Linked DNA regions of Hordeum vulgare: region 1 is linked to region 2. A link is a contact called in public Hi-C data. All regions are on one chromosome and are shown on one strand. The core of a region is the stretch at or near the end of the contact, and the rest is flanking DNA. Distances in the headings are between cores, read along the strand shown. Region 1 holds the start of LOC123402720. Region 2 holds the start of LOC123402407 (clustered mitochondria protein).

Region 1 (3,608 bases), core at 172-2,671, 620 kb after region 2:
AAACGGACGCGCGTTCGCTTTTCGTCCACCTGCCGACCCATTTCAGGCCCCGTTTTGATCCTGATTTGGGTCGGCACGGACTCAAAGCGGACGCGGACGACGCGTGCTTCCACCGTTCCCTAGCCCGCCAGTCGGTGGCACATTGGTCGTTTTCCACCCCCATCTAGCCCTCCCATCGGCTCGCCCCCAGTCCTCTCGCTGTCGCCGCCATCGCCCAGTTCCGGTTGCGTCCTCCCGTACCGCAGGGCCTACCCCACTTCGCCGGCCGCAGCGTCGCCGGGGCACCGCAGCTTCCCGTACCCCAACCCGCCGTCGCTGGTCAGCTTCGTCGTCCACGCCCGCAAGCTGTTCGACAGTTTGCCTCAAGGTACAAAATGGACTACGCCGACGAGTTCTTTTTTCCATAATGTTTCGTGCGACTCCGACGATTCCTCATCCGACGATGAGGAGATGCTGCTTGCCGTGTTGGTCCATGACCACATTAATCGGCAGCGTTCGCTGTTCTGGGGCTCGACTCCATGACATGTTCCGGCGTTGAATCGAACCAAGAGAGCATACAGAACGTCTACACGATCAAGGGTTTGAGTTTCAGGGTGATAATGTGGTGCCTCGGCATGACGGAGAAGCGGTATCGTTTGCACAGTTCATCCAATTTCATCATTAAATTCGTGATTTGGAAACTCATATTCAGTTGCAAGATGATTTGGTTGAGCATATATGGGATTATGTTGGCAATCAGTAGGTGTATTTTATAGATAATTTAATTTTTATCGACCTTGTAAAACTTTGCTATATTTTATTTTCGATTGTGAAACTATGCTCTATCATTTGTTGTTGCAAAATATGCAAAATATCAGTATTTGTTTAAAAACAGACGGCTGGCCAGCCAGACGGACAAATATGGGTCGGCGCGTTGGGCGCGCTGCCGACCCAAATCATACCTGAACGGGCACGGAGCCGGCGGATGACCCAAACAGACGAAATCGTCGTCTGTCTGGGTCGGCCAGTTGGAGTTGCTCGTAGCTGGCATGATCTATGACCGTGAGCCTTTTTAACGTAAAAAAGTGTTGTGCGTGGATGAAAAATAGGTCGCTCCGTTGGACGCACGGTCGACCATTTTCTAGAAAGGACACACCGACCCAAACGGAAAAATGACGGACAAAGCACGCGTCCGTTTGAATCGTACGGTTGAACTTTCTTCAAGTAAATAAGTAAAATATTCATGCTAAAAAAAAGACAGGGGAAAAGCGCATGCATTTGAGCAATCGCCGGGCTGGAAAGCCACCAGACGACACAAGTGGACGCGCGCAAGAAACAGGAGCCCCTTTTCCGTTGCGTGCGCGACCGCACCGCAGCCACCATACCAGGAGGAGAATCTCTATCCAGTCCGGTTCCGTGCGCACCCGGTTTGCCGTTCCGGCCCGGACTCTCCCTCTCCCGTCCCGCTTCCTTCACGCAACATTTCTCTCTCGCCCCACCCGCTAGACTGTTCCACCAGTTACCACCACTACTGTGCGCGTGTATCGTCCTCGACAGACGCAGCCAGCGCGGGTTCCACAATCCGATCCCCCTCACAACCGCATTTTTTTTAGCGGCAGCGGAATTTAACTCTCGCCTCTCCCGCCGCCGCGCAGCCCAATGGACCTTCCCGTGGTGGATCTCGCGCCCTTCCTGCAGGCCGCCGCCGGCGACGCGGCCGCGGCGCCGGCCGAGGCGCTGCGCGCGCTCTGCGCCACGGTGAGCGCCAGCCTGCGGGACACGGGGGCGCTGCTGGTGAAGGACCCCCGCTGCACGGCCGCCGACAACGACCGCTTCCTCGACGTCGTCGAGCGCTACTTCGCCCGATCCGACGACTCCAAGCGCCTCCAGGAGCGCCCCCACCTCCACTACCAGGTAGCAAATGATTCCGTTTCATGGAAGCGGGTAGCCTCCTCGTCCCCCCCGCTTCCCCGGCGAATTCTGGTGTCCGATTGGGCGGGGACGGGGCCTAGGGTTCGGGCGAAATTGTTAAGTTGGACATTCAAGGATCAGCAGCAGTGCTTGTTCCCGGTTCAAGTTCTCTGATATGATCAGCTGCATTATAAAATCACCATCAAAATTGAGGCACATAAGATTGATACATCCAACAGTTATGCTGAATGCGTGGTGCCTTAAGTTAACCCCATTTGCGGTGATGGATTTTGATCCTGTTTATATGATAAGGTTGGCGTGACGCCTGAAGGCGTGGAGGTACCTCGCAGCCTCGTCGACAAGGAGATGCAAGACAGGATCAAGAGTATGCCAGAAGAGTTTCAACCAGCCACCCCTAAGGGACCAGACCCGAAATGGCGATACATGTGGAGAGTGGGCCCTCGCCCCTCGAATACCCGCTTTAAGGTTGTCATTTCTGCATCATCGATCCCTTCACTGTGATGGTGAAGCCTGAATTTATTCCGCGCTTCGCGCCTAGCTATTATTTGCGCGTCATATGCTGAATTGTGAGTAATTTTTGTGTAGGAGCTGAATGCAGAACCTGTTATTCCTGATGGGTTACCTGAGTGGAAAGAGACAATGGATTCTTGGGGTGCAAAAATGATTTCTGCCATTGAGGTACATATCCAGTGCACACTTTTTCTAAACTGATGTTTTCTGCAGTTTATGAATGGCAAATCTGTATTGTTCGATATTCAGAAGTTGGTTGGACACACTTCTCTTGTAGGTTGTTGCTGAGATGGCGGCGATTGGATTTGGCTTGTCAAAGGATGCATTTACCTCTTTGATGAAGGAGGTAATGTTGTAATTCTCGGCACGCTCTGTTGTTCTGTTATTCTTAAATTTTTCTGAAATGAATCTTCTTAGAACAGTACCAAGTCCCAGCTATTAGAAAATTTGAATGCCTTAGTGGGTTTAAAGGAGTGGTATGAGGTCTTTTGATTTTTTCCATCGTTCAATTCAACATTTTGAGTACTAGAAGTATTGCTCATGTTCCTCAAAAAAGAAGTATTGCTAATGTCGAAGTTCTTTGATCGCCCTATTGACACTACTCAACTATTGTTGTGTTTCAATAGGGACCACACCTCCTAGCACCAACTGGAAGTAATCTGCTGCGTCACGGTTCTGAGGGCACAGTGTTTGCTGGGTTCCATTATGATCTTAATTTCTTGACCATACACGGTCGTAGTAGATTTCCAGGCCTGAACATTTGGTTAAGTAATGGTAAAAAGATGGAGGTGAAGGTCCCTGTTGGCTGTCTTCTCATTCAGTCAGGGAAACAGGTTAGCTCTGCCATTTTCACTGGATACATTTTCAATTGCTCTAAGTTAATAGTTTGATGACATTATACTTATGCATATCGGTTGCAGGGGTCAATACCAGTTTTATGATATTGTCTTCAATATTTTGCTCTTATGTACACGTACTGGTTTTCCTGAAATAGTTGATGTTGTCATGATGAAATCAAACTTTAGTTGCACATCTGAGTTTTTGCTGAAATATTACACAATTGCATGTAAGGATCTATAAATACTTGTGTCTTGTATGGAAATGTTAGGCAAATGAGAGCTGGGCGTTATTTCCGAGGTGTTGGGTGTGGCAGTGAAGCAAGTGCACACGCTAAAACTAGAAGGACA
Region 2 (3,622 bases), core at 66-2,565:
AATTAAGAGAATGCTGAAGCGCATATAGTCTTCAAGGTGCATGAAATGAAAACTTCACATGCTGATGACAGGCTAACTAGAATGAACTTGCAAACAATGCTACTGGCCAAGTGCAACTGAAGACATATAATCATAGCCAACTGTTAGTTCCAGGGACAGGTTTCTGCCAAATGTAATGCCTATCCAGTATCACTAGTTTTACAATCGTCAGCCATCACTAAATTAAGCACAGTTAAATACAGCAGCATGCAGCATGTTATTCATTCAGCCTGGGAAATCACACGCACAAAATCTAGCCTTGATCTAGATTACTTCATCACTAAAAAAACATGTGTCAGTTGGATACTTGTAACTGCCTAATGTTCTTATCTGCAACCATTAATGTCCAAAAACAAAAGGACACGACTTTATGAACCTATACATGAGAAAATACCGCATTTCCAAGTCTTCATATAGAATAAATACACTATATCGATGTGACATAAACAGGTGGTTGTCCTCACCTTCAGCTGGCTTCTCTGCAGCTTGTGCGGCCTCGGCCGCACCCCCCTCCTCCTTCTCCACGTCCGCCGCAGCGACTGCCTCGCCAGCAGAGGCGACCTCGGCAGCAGGGGCATCGGTCACTTCCCCGTTCTCGGGCTTGGCCTCCTCCACCACATCAGTGACCGGCACCGCCGGCTCCACCGAGACGGCATCCTGGCTGGCGGCCTGTGCCTTGGCCTTGTTCCTCGCACCCTTGGACTTGCCCGCCATATTCCTGCAACAAGCCAAAAAGCAGCGCCGCCGCCAAATCTCAATCAGTCAGTCAAAAACCCCGCCGCAGCCGGCAACGCGGACAAAACACGGCAATTCTCCCGGCTAAACCCCGTCCATCCATCCAGACCAGGGCGCCACGCGGGCGCGCCGATCTGGGGCGGAATCAAAACCCTAAACCCTCGCGCGCCGACGAGGCGGCCGCCCGCACGCACGCACGCGCGCGCGGATGGGACGCGTACCTGCCGCCCGCGGAGGCGCCGCGGAAGCCTCGGCACCACCAGGGGAAGGGAGGGGAGGGGGAGAGGAGAGGCGGCGCGAGGCGGAGGGCGAGACGGGGACGATTGGCTTGTGGAGGCGAGGGGCTGTTTGGGTAAAATAAAAGAGGGGGTGGGGTGGGGTGGGGTGGGAGTGGGGAGGCGGATGCCGTCGCCGGCCGCTCCTTTTTATACGGGCGAGCGGCCCCTCCTGATCCCCCGCGGGCGCTGCGCTCTGCTGCTGGCCTCTGGCCTCTGGGTGAGGCGGCTCCTTGAGTTTTTCTTACTCCTCGCGCACGCACGCACGGCCCGGAGGTGATATTTCGGCGTCTGGTGTGCGGGGTAGTTTGGGCATGGCCTGCGTCGGGGGCGGCTCCGGCGTGGGATCTCGGGGGTGGTTAGGGTTTTGCCAAGGGTTTAGGCGGCCCTAAGCCACATAATTACAGTGTCGTGATTTGCTAATTACCAATGGACAACCAGAGTACTACCATAATCGGCAATCAATTGACCAAATCAATGCACACAATTGATTCTAATGGCCAAAATTTAGGGGTCTTGTTTCCAAGGTTGTGAAAAGTTGCACATGGAGAGGCACAATTTTACGTGCGGAGGATATCTAGCATTTCTTTTCCATTCATTTCGGACGAAGAGCTTTGGCACCAGCTGAGCCGTAGGCCCTACAATAGATTATGGTAATTTGGATTATGAAGATAGATTATATAAACAGGTTTATAAAATAATTTAGGTGAACATGTTTGGGACGAGATTATATAAACTGTAATTCAGGTTTTACATTGCATAATGACATGTATGTCGTATGCATGCTAAGGAGAAAAAAGGAGGAGGATGGCGTGGCAGAAATTAATAATTACCTTCAACTTTACAAGGATAGTGGGTCATTAGTAATCAATAATCTGATTTTATCTCGGATGGAGTAGATTAATAAATTTTCATGTAGTTTTTATAATCTGCTCCTACAACATAATTTGTCATATTTGAAAACAGTATAGATTATAGAAATTGGATTATCGTAATCTGAATGGTTCCAAACATGACCTTAGTGAGTTATAGATGAAGTAATCGGTCTAGTTCAGCGGTGCTGAAGGGTATTTGTTGGGTCCCAACAATCATATGATACACTTACTTGAGTTGAGTCTACATTAAGTTATCGTGGCGTCATATTATTACTTATGGTGACTTCAATAACGCCGACTCGTGGTGAAATTATTTCGGCGGTTAGTAAATGCTTGTTGTTCATTCTCGTTATCAGAAAACTCTTCTAAAGCCAGCTCACTTCCGTTGGGTCTACATTAAGTTATCGTGGCATTATACTATTACTTATGGTGGCTCCCATGACGACGACTCGTGGTGAAATTATTTCGGCGGTTAGTAAATGATTGTTGTTCGTACTCGCTATTAGAAAACTCTTCTAAAGCCAGCTCACACCCGACCAGGAATCAGTAAGTAACATGGTCTAAACCTTGTTCTATTTTGGTGAAAGTTAATGCATATGCATCTTATCATCATGGTCGTTATTCGAGACTCGTTAATGCAGATGCAACAATGAAGGCTCTAGCCATGCGACACGACCTATCATCATGCTCGGTAAAGGAAAAAGGCAGGCCCGTTATTCGAGACTTGTTAGGTAATTTTTCTTGTCGCCATCGCTTCTTTTGTACAACGTGCTTCAACTGATGCAACAATGGAGGCTCCAGCCATGTGGCACAACTTTTGCTCTGGCCCTTAATTATAGAGGTAATTATGTCATTGTGGAGTCGGATAGCATTGATGTGATCGATGCTTGCTCGTGGGGACAACAATGGTATGATCGAGGGTTTAGGTGACTCCAAGCCACCTAAATAGAGTGATGTAATTTAATTATCAACAGACAACCAAAGTATTGTAGTCACCAATTAAATGACCAAAATCAATGCACATAATTGATTCAAATAGCCAAAATTAAGGGGGGTCTTGTTTGGATGATTGTGGAAAGTTGGGCATGCATAGGCACATTTTGGGGTGTTGATGATGTATTGCCTCTTTTTCCATTGCATTCTGATTTCGATGTTGCTGAAGAGTATTTTGTCGTGTCCCAACAATCCCATGATACACTTACTTGAATTTGGTCTACATGAAGTTATTGTGGCGTCATGCTAGTACTTATGGTGACTCCGAAGATAGAGATTCGTGGTGAAATTATTTTGTTTGTTAATAAATGTGTGTTGTATGTTTTGGCTATTAAAAAACTTGTCTAAAGACAACTCACTACCAGCCATGAATTAGCAAGTAACATGGTCTAAACGTGCCCCGTTCTTGGTGAAAGTTAATATACTACCTATGTCCCAAAAATAAGTGACTCAACTTTACACTAACTTTATTATGAAGTTAGTACAAAGTTGAGTCATTTATTTTGAGATGGAGGGAGTAGATGCATCTTATCGTCCTAGAGTTGGTAAAGGAGAAGTTAGATCCAAAGACACTTCCACGGTGTACCTTCGGGGTCAGGTGCTAGGAGCTCAGAAATGTCCATAGGTGAATCCATCTCAACCGCAAAGATTTGAGGGATACATAGAGGGATCCATAGAGGGAATTTGAAAGGGGGCGAGCTGGGT

Evidence for each region. A called contact is a pair of places that touch in the nucleus more often than the background predicts.
Region 1: a contact with region 2 is called in a Hi-C map of leaf, with 6 times the contacts expected there. The contact joins the promoter of LOC123402720 here to the promoter of LOC123402407 in region 2. A contact is called at or near these places in 3 of 6 Hi-C or Micro-C datasets (leaf and seedling).

The regions. Positions count from the first base shown.
Region 1 is chr6H:477,002,514-477,006,121 of MorexV3_pseudomolecules_assembly, forward strand. It overlaps LOC123402720, which reads left to right and starts at 1,422. Exons shown (of 7, transcript XM_045096673.1): 1 at 1,422-1,893; 2 at 2,203-2,376; 3 at 2,497-2,589; 4 at 2,699-2,767; 5 at 3,048-3,254. The coding sequence starts at 1,639.
Region 2 is chr6H:476,386,438-476,390,059 of MorexV3_pseudomolecules_assembly, forward strand. It overlaps LOC123402407 (clustered mitochondria protein), which reads right to left and starts at 1,316. Exons shown (of 29, transcript XM_045096331.1): 1 at 996-1,316; 2 at 504-757. The coding sequence starts at 753.